3 separate regions of the Mus musculus genome follow, and regions 1 and 2 are each linked to region 3. The links are chromatin contacts, called in public HiChIP or PLAC-seq and promoter capture Hi-C maps. All regions are on one chromosome and are shown on one strand. Each heading gives the region's core, a stretch centred on a gene start, on an enhancer-like site or on the middle of the called end of the contact. The rest is flanking DNA. Distances are from core to core; before and after follow the strand shown. Region 1 overlaps Gm11725 (a long non-coding RNA gene). Region 2 overlaps Tnrc6c (trinucleotide repeat containing 6C). Region 3 overlaps Gm34418 (a long non-coding RNA gene).

Region 1 (3,774 bases), core at 763-3,262, 400 kb after region 3:
GTGTGTTGACGTGAGTGTGGTACCTCACCCCAGCAAGGGCTTCCTACCTTCAGCTGCTGACTCTGTGTCTGGGGTGCCTGAGATTTTCCTGCTGTTACTTGCTCTGCTCCAAACACTTCCTGCCTCTCAATTCTTTAGCTTTGTCATTTCTCAACTAGTGACAGTTGAGAACAAGACACCCTTCCTAGGGTAAGGAGCCTCCTATAGAGTTGTCTCCTTTAGTCCTCTGCCTTGACCCTGGTCCCCAGGCTGACCCAGTCCCTCTTCCTCTCTGACTATGTCCTGTCTGCAGTCACAGGGTCACCTCACCCTGCTAGTTGTCTCCTCTCCCCACAGCCACTACTCTGGGCAGGGCAGGGTGACCTGAGTGTCTGCCATAGGTGACCCTTTTATTTATTGTTTATGTGTAGGCACACACATGCATGTATGTGCACACACACGGAGGCCAGAGGTCAACCTCAGTTGTTATTTGTCTGTCCTCCTTAATTTTGGAGACCGTGTCTCTTTCTGGGACATGGGACCCACTGATTAGGGTAGACACCAGCCATCAAGCCCTAGGACTGTGCTTGCCTGTCTCACCAGAGCGGGGACTTCTGGTGCTGGGCATCATTACCATTTCCTCCATGGGTGCTGGGGTGGCACGAGGTCCTCACGCTTATGGACTAACGCTTTCCCCACTGAGCCATCTCTGCAGCCACTCCTTCCCGACCCAGCCTCTTGACGAAGCCTGGGGCTTTTCACCAGCACTTTAGCCTTGTGATATTCTGTCCCCAAATGTACCTCTCTGCTTCCCTCTGTAGTCCTAGCATCTCCTGCCCGGGCCCTTTCTCCATCCCAGCCATCAGCAAATGCCCTTGGTCCTCAGCTTCCCTGTCTTTGGGTCTCAGCTAGAAGATTCTTCCTCTAGGGAGCCCATCCTGACACGGGAAGGACTGGGCCCTCTTCCTGGGTGACACAGTATTTTTCTATCCCACTGTCCAAGGGCCACACGTGCATATTTGTATCACCTGCTCTGTGCAGCTGACCCTGGGGCTTTATGTGTCATGCTCCATGTGCTTAGCCAAGTGCCTGATTCTGGGACTTGCTGAATGGCAGGCTGTGTGGCTGATGAGGGAGGGGCACATGGGCAGCCTGTGTGTCTCTGAGTGACTGACACAGGAGAGTCACTTGGTCCAGTGCCCCTTGACCTTTGGCCACTGGCTGTACACATGGAGAACAGGTGCTATGTGCCTCCCCAGACAGTCCAGAGAACATCAAGAGCAACCCACCCTCACCATCTCTTGCCACTTGAGGGAGGATTTTAAGAGACTCAGGCCAGGGTTTCTTGCAGGGAGAGCTGTCTCTGGGGTTATATCTGACTCCCTGGCACCTGGCCAGGCTGGTGCAGGCTCTTGGGTGTGGGCACGTGTGTGAGCACACTCTCACATGCTGAGTTCATGGTTCAGTGTGCTGTGTGTGCGTATTCCTGTAATGCTGGACCGCTGGCAGGAAGCGAGCTGTGGAGAGGCTGCTGGGAACCCGGCGGTCCCCTCAGAGATAAAGAGAGGCAGCAGATTGGAGCTGTAGATAGCAGCTGGCCCCAGTAAACGGGGAGAACGTCCTTCCCAGCCACTCAGCCCACCCCTCCATAGGGCACTGGTCCAGAGGAGACCAGGGACGCCACCATTACAGCCTGGGGGAGGGGTAAAGGCAGGTGCTAGGAGAGTGTGGGTTGCCGGCTGGGCTTAGCAGTGGGCAAATACTTGGCTCGTGTAGCTTCCCCGCCGCCATGCCAAGTTCCCCTGTCATGATGGAGGGCAGGAAAAGGGAGAGCAGTTCCCCCAAGTCCTCGCATGTCCCCTATGGGGATCCCCCCAGCCCACTCCCACCCCCTCACTCCCCCACCCCCCACCCACATATCAGGAAACCTAGCACTGTGCCCTGAGGGTAAGGAGTGAGCATAAGAGGGGTCACAGCAGGCAGGGTCGCTGTGCAAACCGAAGACAGTGGGTTTCAGTTCCTGTGAGGCTAAAGGGGCCTTATTAGCTTACTTCTGCATTAGCTGGCCTCCGCAGGGGCCGGGAGGGATCTGGCAGGGCTCTGTACAGAGTCTCTCTCCTGTTTTTCTGCTTCAGACATGAGATCTAACTCCCCTACCGAAAAGCACACAAGGCATATTTGTGCCGCACAACAAGCCAATTCGAACAGCAAATGAGCTCCCGTGTTGTGGCCACTCCCATCAAGAGGGGGGACCATGAAGCTGCTGTGGTGGTGGCTCAGGCCTGCTACCCCTGCACTGGGGCAGTGGCTGAGGCAGCAGGATTGCCATGAGACTGAGGTCAGCGTGGGTTACAGAGTGAAACTTTGTCTTTAAATGGGGAAAAAAAAAGTGGACCGTGGTCAAGGTTCCAGAACTATCCCCCTCCCTCCCTCCCTCCGCTGATCATCACCCAGCTTGTGTCCATCTCTCTAGACAGTTAACTGTGGCTGGATTTTGAACCATCGCCTAAGTGGAATCCTTGAGGTCAGGAGCCATCTTCCTGAGAGCCACCACCTGTCGGTCGGTTGTCCTTTCTTGTTTTGGGGAGGCCTTGTAACTTTCTAGTCCAGACCTAAGCTTTAGGGTGCCAGTTTTCACCTACCACCCCTTGGGTCCTGGGACCTGGGAGCAAGCCACCTGCCGAACCATCTCGCAGGCCCTAGGACACAGTTCCAGTCGGGAACCTTCAGCCATGTCCCGTTTCCTTTGTGAGTTGGTGTTGCTGCAGGGAGCATCCTTGTTCCTGCTCTGAGTCCCTCTGCTTCTGTGGCCTGGGGTGGAAGCACTGAGTCACAGCAGGCTACCTGGCAAGCCACCTCCCCAAGGGATGGAAGTGTGTTCTCCTGCTTCCCGGCTGGATGAGTCTTGCGTCATCAGACTTACTCCGGCCCTCTGGGCAGTCAGGCACGTGGGATGTGGGATGTGTGGCCTTGGGATGTGTAGCACCTTGCTTTGTGTCTGGGTCTTCTAGACTCCTTTTAAGTAAAGGGCCTGTCTTCCTGAGGACCAGCCAGTTAGCTTACATATGTTGCAACCTACTCCAGCTGGGAAATGTGTGTGCAATCCACTCTCTCCGGGGTTTGATCTTTCCTTGTATGGCGTTTATTCATCTTTTTTGGTTCGTGTGTGTGTGTGTGTGTGTGTGTGTGTGTGTGTGTTTGTGTGTGTATGCATGCGTTTATATGCATGCGTTTAATTTCTTTTAAAGATAAGTTTTCTTTACAAAGTCCTGACTCTCCCTGACCTCACTATGTAGACCAGGCTGGCCTTGAAATCCACCTGCCCATGCCTACCTGGTACTAAATTAAAGTCACACATCACCATGCCCAGCTTGTGATTGGCTTATGAGGTTCTCCTCATCTCCTCCAGATCACAGGGCTTCTCACCCATCTTCTTCTGCAGAGAAAACAGTGCATCTGAGTGTGTGACCTCATCATCTATGTGTGCATCTGAGCGTGTGTGCACTCACCATCTGCTATGTGTGCATCTGAGCGTGTGTGTGCACTCACCGTCTGCTATGTGTGCATCTGAGTATGTGAACTCCTCATCTATGTGTGCATCTGAGCGTGTGTGCACTCACCGTCTGCTATGTGTGCATCTGAGTGTGTGTGTGCACTCACCGCCTGCTATATGTGCATCTAAGCATGCTGAGTGAGCCATAGAGACTGGGAACACCAAAAATAGTACAGGGGAGTAGAGGTGACAGGTGGCCCATGAGCTAATGCTGGTGCCGATGTGGTGATTCTAAAAGGGGC
Region 2 (3,773 bases), core at 1,244-3,743, 270 kb after region 3:
TCAATTAACCAGTTTGAACCCCAAAACAAAGCTATACAGACAAGTCAGTGTTTTCATAGAGATGGTGGTTAATGATATATTTTCTATTAAACAGGTTCAAGCACAGCTTTTGCAGTTTGCAGCAAAAAACATTGGTCTCAGCCCTGCACTATTAACCTCGCCAATTAACCCTCAGCATATGACGATGTTGAACCAGCTCTATCAGCTGCAGCTGGTAAGTGGAGTGGACCCAGGTGAGAGACGAAGCTCATGTCTCAGATAGCAGCAACTCTCTGACACACCGTGAGCTTGCTGTCACCCTCTTCCACAGCCAACTGTGTTCTGTGCCTGCTAGGAATTAGGAAAGTTTTGCTCAAGGATATTGTTTGTACGCTTTGCAAATGTCTTAGCCCCTTCCTGTTCATGGTCTCGCAGATCTATAACCTAGCCTTTCTGTTCCGTGGATCTCTCAGAGTTGCTCCTCTGAGTCACAGAACACAGAAATCATATGAGTGGACATTCCCTCACTCATCCCCAGGATGGTAAACACAGACACCATCCCGGGATGGATCATAGTGGAGAGACTTTGCTGCCATTCCTGGAACAACTGCTGGGGCCTTGAGACTCGGGATCACAGAACCTCAGTCCAGAGCAACTAATAAGACCCAGGAGTCCTTGAAGGTTGTGTGTTTAGCATACATGAATTCTTAATTTTAAGTAGTCGTCTTGTTTTTAACTATTAAATGGCAACCATTGTTTCCCTGGCCACAGAGTGAATTTATCTCTACTAGTGCACCAAAGGTGCTCATGTCTTCTCCAATATCTACTGATCTATATAGAAGTCTTACCGTGGAAGTCCACTGCCTGGAAAATGAGTCTTGAAGGAAGCAAAGGAAATTAGGAAGGCCAGAGAAGAGGTACAGGGGACAGAAGGCTAACCGAAGACCTTTGTGTCTGAGAGCAGTCGGCCCCAAGTCCGTCACTTTTCTAATCACATGACTAGGAAATGCAAGGCTCTAACATTTCTGTAGGTAGCAGGGAAGCAGGACAAAGGCAAGTGTCCCAGAGATGTGTGTGTCCTTGCTGTCCTCAAGGGCACAGACCTCTGGACTTAGGCAGCATATGGCCTCCCCATCAAGCTGTTCCTATATTCCTGACTCGGGAGTCCTGTGTCTGTCAGCCTGCAGGAAGGCCTCCCTACCTACCTGGACACTCAGGAAGCCATGTTGCTTCCTGGACTAAGACAGTAGCTGAAGGCAAGTTCACTCAGGACAGGAAGGGTATTGGAGGCTGCACAGCTTGTGTCTGGGTGATCCTGCAGAGCACTGTCACTGGCCAGAGCTGGGGGGAGGGGGGACTGACACACAGTGTGTGCTTCAGCAGGCTTTCTTTGTGGTATAATGGAGGAAACGGCTGCCTTGTACCTAATGTGTTCCGCTCATGAACTGTTCTTCCAGAAAAATAGAGAAATAAAGTTTATTACTTGCTACAGAACGTTTAGAAGTTCTAGAGAATCATTAAGTGAACACTTTCTCTATAAGTCCTGAGGGGTTTTAACACAACTCTCATTTGGTTCTGTTTAACGAAGTCTTCTGTTTAGGATCAAATGGGCACAAACAACTGAAACCATGTTCTGCCTGAGTCTTGATTGGAGTCTAGTGAGTTTATCTGAGTTACAGGAGCACAGGCGGCAGCTCACAAGCTCCATCTTGAGCTCCCTGAAAAACTATCAGGCAGCTGCACATAGTACTCTCCTGTCAGCAGCTGTTCACTGCTCATCTGACCTCACGGAGGGAGGGCTGTGAACCCAAGGTTGGTGCATTTGGAAGTAACTACAGGAGTCCTCCAGTTAAGAAGTCTCCCAAAATATGTTTTGTACAGAAAATTAATCAATATTCAGCCAACATTTTGAAATAATCAAATTAAAAGACTTTTTACATCAGCGCACAGAGCTCATTTCACAGTTTGCCCAGGAGACATCATGCAGACGTCCTCCCCGCACTTCAGGTCTGGTTCATGTGTTTATTGGATAGAGCGTTACAGTGTTTGCCACATTGTATAGCCAGTCTAGCCTTTAGTCTAGATCATCCTAAAACGTTTTTTTCTATTTTCTGAATGTAGAGAAGATTGAGTCACTTGTCTTGACAGCTTTCTTATGGTATTCCAACTTTTCTATCAACAGGCATACCAACGTTTACAAATCCAGCAGCAGATGTTACAGGCCCAGCGGAATGTTTCCGGACCCATGAGGCAACAGGAGCAGCAAGTTAGTGTCCCTTAGAGTGGCTTTTGCCACTAGCTCCACTTTTAGTAGAGGAGACCCCAGTGGATCAGCCCTCAGCTTGGTGATGGCTTTCCTCTGGTTGGACTCCCTGTGTGGAAAGTCCCAGGGCTGGGTTTGGGACAGGGCTGGCCCAGCTGGTAGAGGCTGAGGTGTGAGTATTGTGTAGATGAGCTATGTGCTCAGCCTCAACCCTGCCTAACATGCGTGGGTGTGTGTGTCTCCACCTGCCAGGTTGCGCGCACAATCACTAATCTGCAGCAGCAGATCCAGCAGCACCAGCGCCAGCTGGCCCAGGCCCTGCTTGTAAAGCAGCCACCACCTCCGCCACCCCCGCCGCACCTGTCTCTGCACCCCTCTGCAGGCAAATCGGGCATGGAGAGCTTCCCCCCTCCCCCCCAGGCTCCCGGCCTTCCCGACCTGCAGACCAAAGAGCAGCAGTCTTCACCCAACACCTTTGCTCCTTATCCTCTTGGTGAGTCTTCTGTGGGCTTCAGAGGCACAGCAGTGGACGGAGCCTCTCCTGTGCTCACCAAGAAGCTGCGCCATAGGTGGAGTGGACAGTGCGGGAACAGCTGTCAGAGGCGCAGTCAGAGGCTTTGTCCTGAGGGAACAGCACTGCCTTCCCTTCAGCATAGCACAAGCTTCATAAGTACCACAGATATTCCTAGTACCTGGGAGGCCCTCCACGGTGGCTCTCCCCTGTACCTCAGGCACTTGCGAGGCAGAGGGAGTTCAGAAGTAGCCTGAACTATACATCAGGGGCCTGCTTGGAGTAGTGCTTAGGAACCCTCTGCTGCAACAACATTCAGTTCATTCTGGTTCGCCATCTGTACGCTTCTTATTTGGGGGTGGGGCTCAAACTATAGCCCAGGCTAACAAAAGCTCTCAGCAATTCTCCTGTCTCTACCTCTCAAGTATTAAAAGTACAGGTCTCTGCTGTTGTTGTTTATCCTCTGTCCTCCAGCCTCAGCTATAGAGAGGCATTTGTCTCATCTGGCCAGTGGTACTCAGACTGGTAATACAGACCCTCCGTAAGATCTGTGGCTGGCCTGCAGTCCTATAGTATAGGTGTGTGGTAACTGCCCAGCACACAGAACCTATTCTGTCAGAACAAGCTTGATGCTGGAAACTTTATGGTACCAGCTAAGGAGAAATGTCACCAGGAACTAGGAGAAAGCATTCCAGGACTGTGTGCTGATAGCTGGCAGAATCTGTGGACATGAATAAGTAGCATCAAATACACACCTCCAGGAGGGCAAAGGCCATCTGGACCCTCCCTTCACTATTGTCTTGTCCGTTATTGTCCCTTGACTGATAGAAGGACAAGTTGTTCCTTGGCAAGACCTAACTTAGGACTTAGACCTCCTCGAGACCAGCTTCTCCCCACTGCTAACTTACACAGTTTGCGTGGTTGCTCTTTGCCTCAGTTCTGCTGTATTTATAGAAATATTCATCACACCGAGTTCTTTTAAAAATTACATGAAGCCAGGTAGTGGTGGCGCTTGCCTTT
Region 3 (3,438 bases), core at 686-3,185:
GGAGTTTCCTGAGTTTCACCCCAGTGGCATGGGGAGATGCCCTAGAGGAAAATGGGTCCCTGTGCCTGGGCTCTGACCATCTTCATGGCCATGCACCAGATATCTGGTCTGAGCAAGCAGATGGGGCTGTGAACACAGAGTATTATAACTTTAGTTTTTTTCAAAGCCCCCCCCCCTTTTTTTTTGTTTTTTCAAACAATGGTTCTTAAATGCTTTAACCTCCCTTCTAGCCCACCACCCACCAGAGGCAATGGAAACGAGAGGATATGGAGCAGAAGGGAGGTGGGAAGTGGACCTGTTTAGAGATGGTTCTTTGGAACAAATCCCATCTGTGTTGTCAGGAAATCAGCAGTTCAGTTTACAGGCCAGCAGCAGCAGCTCAGTCCACTTGCAAACACTTCCCAGATACATCAGCAGTCTACAGGGATAGCCAGGCCTCAGCCAAATCAGCACAAGTCAGCAGGAGGGACTCCAGGAAAAGTTCTCAGCTGCTGCTCTCTCCCAAAGAAGCGAAGATCAGCGAAGACTCAAGACCAACAAGCATTGCCCAGCCAGCTCTTTAAGCAAGCCTGAAGCTCAGCTCAGCCCAGCCAAGCCAAGCCCAGCCAGCTCCCATCACTGTCCACCAAGTCCTATTTATAATTCCCTCAAACTTCACGTGTCCTCCACGGGTCTTGCTTCACCAAGTGTCTTGCCTCAGCCCGTGTGTCTGTCTCAGTTGACATCGCTCTGCCCGTGTCCCGGAAAGCAGCAAGAAGCCATAGCACACCACTAGAAGGTTTTTTTGGTGCATTTCTCTCTATGGAGCCCTGACAAATGGAGCTCAACTATGCACTGTAAGACGGACCAATACATGCATGTCGTAAGTGAAGAATCCTTCATCACGTGTCCTTTCACATGCTTCCTTTAGCAGAACATCCTTTCACCTGTGTTTGCTTCGGCGAAATGTTCCTTTGTGTGTTTGCCCCAGCAAGACACCATCCAACACAACTGACTTTTCAAAGAACCCTTAAGTTTCCACTTCAAAACACAGTGGGCTGTTGAGCTCTGGGTGAAGAAAGTTACAGAAGTAATGGGGCAGGTCCTTCCCAGCCCTGAGCCTATCACTTCTGCAGGCTGTGTGTGCTCAGAAAACCATGCAGCTGAGATGGAGCTCAGGGAGAGGTCCTGGTGTGAACTGACTGCTGCTTTGGGGATACTGCTCCAAGAAGCCTCCACATCACTCCTAACCCAGGGAGCCAGGCCACGTGCAGAACATTTCCCTCTCTCCCCACTGCCTCTGAGCAGGAACATGAGGCGGCACCATGATCGCTAGCCTATCGCAGGCCATTTCCTGGGCCTTTGATCAACCTCAGTGGGGAAACCTCTAGGATACAGAAAAGGGCATCCAAACCCCCAGTTCCGTAGTCAACTCTCATTTCAATCAAGAGGCCCCAAGTTCACAGATTTAGATTCTTGGGAGCTGTGGTTTTTTTCTTCTTAAAAAATTGAGCTGCTGCCTTGCCTCTTTGAGGCCCCAGGAGTCTGAACAGAGATGGTTTCCAAATGGGTGGAGAGAAAGCGCCTGTGCCAAGCCCGAGGGACCTGGCTTTGGGATGGCTGATCTGCCATGTTCATCCCTGGATGGCTGTGAGCCAGGTATCTTCTGGCCAGGAAAGCCTCTGCCCTGAGCATCCTTCTGGCCCCAAGCCAGACCTAGAGCCCCTCCCTATTTGATGGCTAATGCTAAAGACTGGGCCAGGAAGTAGGCAGATCGCTTTTTGAGTTTTCCTTGGTTATCCTCTCAGGACACCCACTCAGCCTCCGTCCGTCCTATGGCTGATGGGGAACCTCCTCAAACCCTGAGGGATCCAGAGCCTTTTATTCTAGGGGTGCTGTGGGTAGAGGCATTTCCAGCTGCCCTCACTCCCTGGGCCCATCTTCTGCTGTTGTTCTTGCTGTGTTGATTTGCATGCCATTTTGCTTGTGGTCTCCATGGCAACCACCACCAAATGGCCTAGGGATAATGGAGGGGCTCTGGGTAGGGGAGGGGGAAGCCTCATGAGTGGTTTTGACTTCAAAAAAAAAAAAGAAAGAAAAGAAAACAGTGATTCCGCAGCGCAGCGTGCCTGGCAGAGGGGCAGCCCTTCCCCCGCCTGCAATCCCTCAGCGCCCCTCACCCAAGGCTTCTTTCTAACTTGTGAGGGGGAGGGAGGCAGTATCCTGGAACAGGAGTCCTTGCATCTGGCTTCAGAACAATGGGAAGAATCAGGGAAAGCAGTGGCGGCCAGAGGAGGGAACCCTTGGGGGCAACCAGCGCCTTCTGGAACCATCTGCAGCTTCCAGAACAAATCTCCAGCCGGCAGCTCTCCTGCTCCGGCCATCTTTGCTCTCCCTCTTGCCAGGTCCCTCCACCCTTCCCAAATCTCCTCTCCACAAGGAAAGAGAGAAAAATAGAAGCATGACTTCATGTCTCAGGGCCTGGCTCCTGGGTGGAGGATCTAGAGGAGTTTAATTGTTCGCATATGTCCAGCTCTAGCCCTTCACAAAATGTGTTCAGGGCCGTGAGCTGCAGCGGTTGAAAAGCTGGGGAGATAGCACGGGGATTGTTGGGCTTAAAGATGAGCAGACTACAGCTCAGGGCTGTGAGTGCGGCACAAAGAGGGGGACCCAGGCCAGCTCTATGGAGGGCTGGAAACCAGCCTCCGATTTATGTTCGATGCACTTAAGTGGACCGAGCTTTCTTCTCTTCATCCATTCCGTGCGTTTCTCAAGCTAACTTCTCTCCTGCTGCCAAGGCTCTGTGGGTGCTGGAGGTGAGCTCCTGCCTCCCTCCGACCCATAGCCCCGTAGAGCTTGGCCCTGTTGCTGCCTGAGGCCAGTGGCTGGCCTGACGCCATCTCCTTGCTCTCTGAGTCGCTCTGCTCTTTCATGGCTCTTCTCTCCTTCCAAGGTGCAGCGGTTCCTTGAAACATCCGGATCATCCAATAAACATCTTTACAACAAGAGACCACACCTGCCCCAGACAACAGGAAGCCCCACAGGACAGCTGACCCATGATAGTCACTAAGAACCGTGGGAGCTGAGGCTACCCCCTTCCCCACCCCCCCACCCCCCCACCCCCCCACCCCCCACCCCCCACCCCCAGCATAGAAGCAGTCATCTCTTGGATGGATCTGGAGTCATGGAAAGTTTTTTACCTGCTTCCCCAGGGTGGCGCTGCTTGGCTCTGGGTTGGATGTATTGGGGCAGGTGGCTGAGCCTCACTTGTTTGGACTTTGGGGAGCAGAGACTAACAATGAACTGGTAACAACCAACCGCACAGTGCAAATGCAGCACACTGCCTAACATAAGACAGAGGGAACCACAACACATGGCTTGCGGAGCTGGGCGAGCACACACTGCTATTCCTTCATGAGAGGATAAACTGGGGTCCAAGAGAGTCTAAGCGGGCTCAAC

The links. Promoter capture Hi-C pulls out the DNA fragments that hold promoters and counts their contacts. HiChIP or PLAC-seq counts read pairs in DNA pulled down with a chosen protein or histone mark.
Region 1: a contact with region 3 is called in an H3K4me3 HiChIP or PLAC-seq map of embryonic stem cells, with 23 read pairs. The contact joins two enhancer-like sites. A contact is called at or near these places in 3 of 115 datasets of contacts at active chromatin or transcription factors (embryonic stem cells, pancreatic cancer cells and stem cell-derived neural progenitor cells).
Region 2: a promoter capture Hi-C map of hippocampal neurons shows a contact between it and region 3, with 5 times the contacts expected there. The contact joins two enhancer-like sites. A contact is called at or near these places in 1 of 39 promoter capture datasets (hippocampal neurons), 2 of 115 datasets of contacts at active chromatin or transcription factors (both in embryonic stem cells) and 3 of 9 other capture datasets (adipose tissue, embryonic stem cells and pancreatic islet).

The regions. Positions count from the first base shown.
Region 1 is chr11:117,876,994-117,880,767 of GRCm38.p6, forward strand. All of the region lies in intron 2 of Gm11725 (a long non-coding RNA gene), which reads left to right. Among named protein-coding and RNA genes, the nearest start is that of Tha1, 5.4 kb to the left of the region's middle. Within about 2 kb of position 2,013, at least 151 of the 459 cell types and tissues checked have an H3K27ac peak or open chromatin away from gene starts, as enhancers often do. A contact at or near this core is called in embryonic stem cells, where this site is marked.
Region 2 is chr11:117,747,083-117,750,855 of GRCm38.p6, forward strand. Tnrc6c (trinucleotide repeat containing 6C) reads left to right here. Exons shown (of 22, transcript NM_198022.2): 13 at 95-214; 14 at 2,162-2,245; 15 at 2,495-2,735. Among named protein-coding and RNA genes, the nearest start is that of Tmc6, 32 kb to the right of the region's middle. Within about 2 kb of position 2,494, at least 17 of the 459 cell types and tissues checked have an H3K27ac peak or open chromatin away from gene starts, as enhancers often do. A contact at or near this core is called in hippocampal neurons, where this site is marked.
Region 3 is chr11:117,477,121-117,480,558 of GRCm38.p6, forward strand. Gm34418 (a long non-coding RNA gene) reads right to left here. Exons shown (of 2, transcript XR_389180.4): 2 at 2,452-2,944. Among named protein-coding and RNA genes, the nearest start is that of Gm34418, 4.2 kb to the right of the region's middle. Within about 2 kb of position 1,936, at least 108 of the 459 cell types and tissues checked have an H3K27ac peak or open chromatin away from gene starts, as enhancers often do. A contact at or near this core is called in embryonic stem cells and hippocampal neurons, where this site is marked.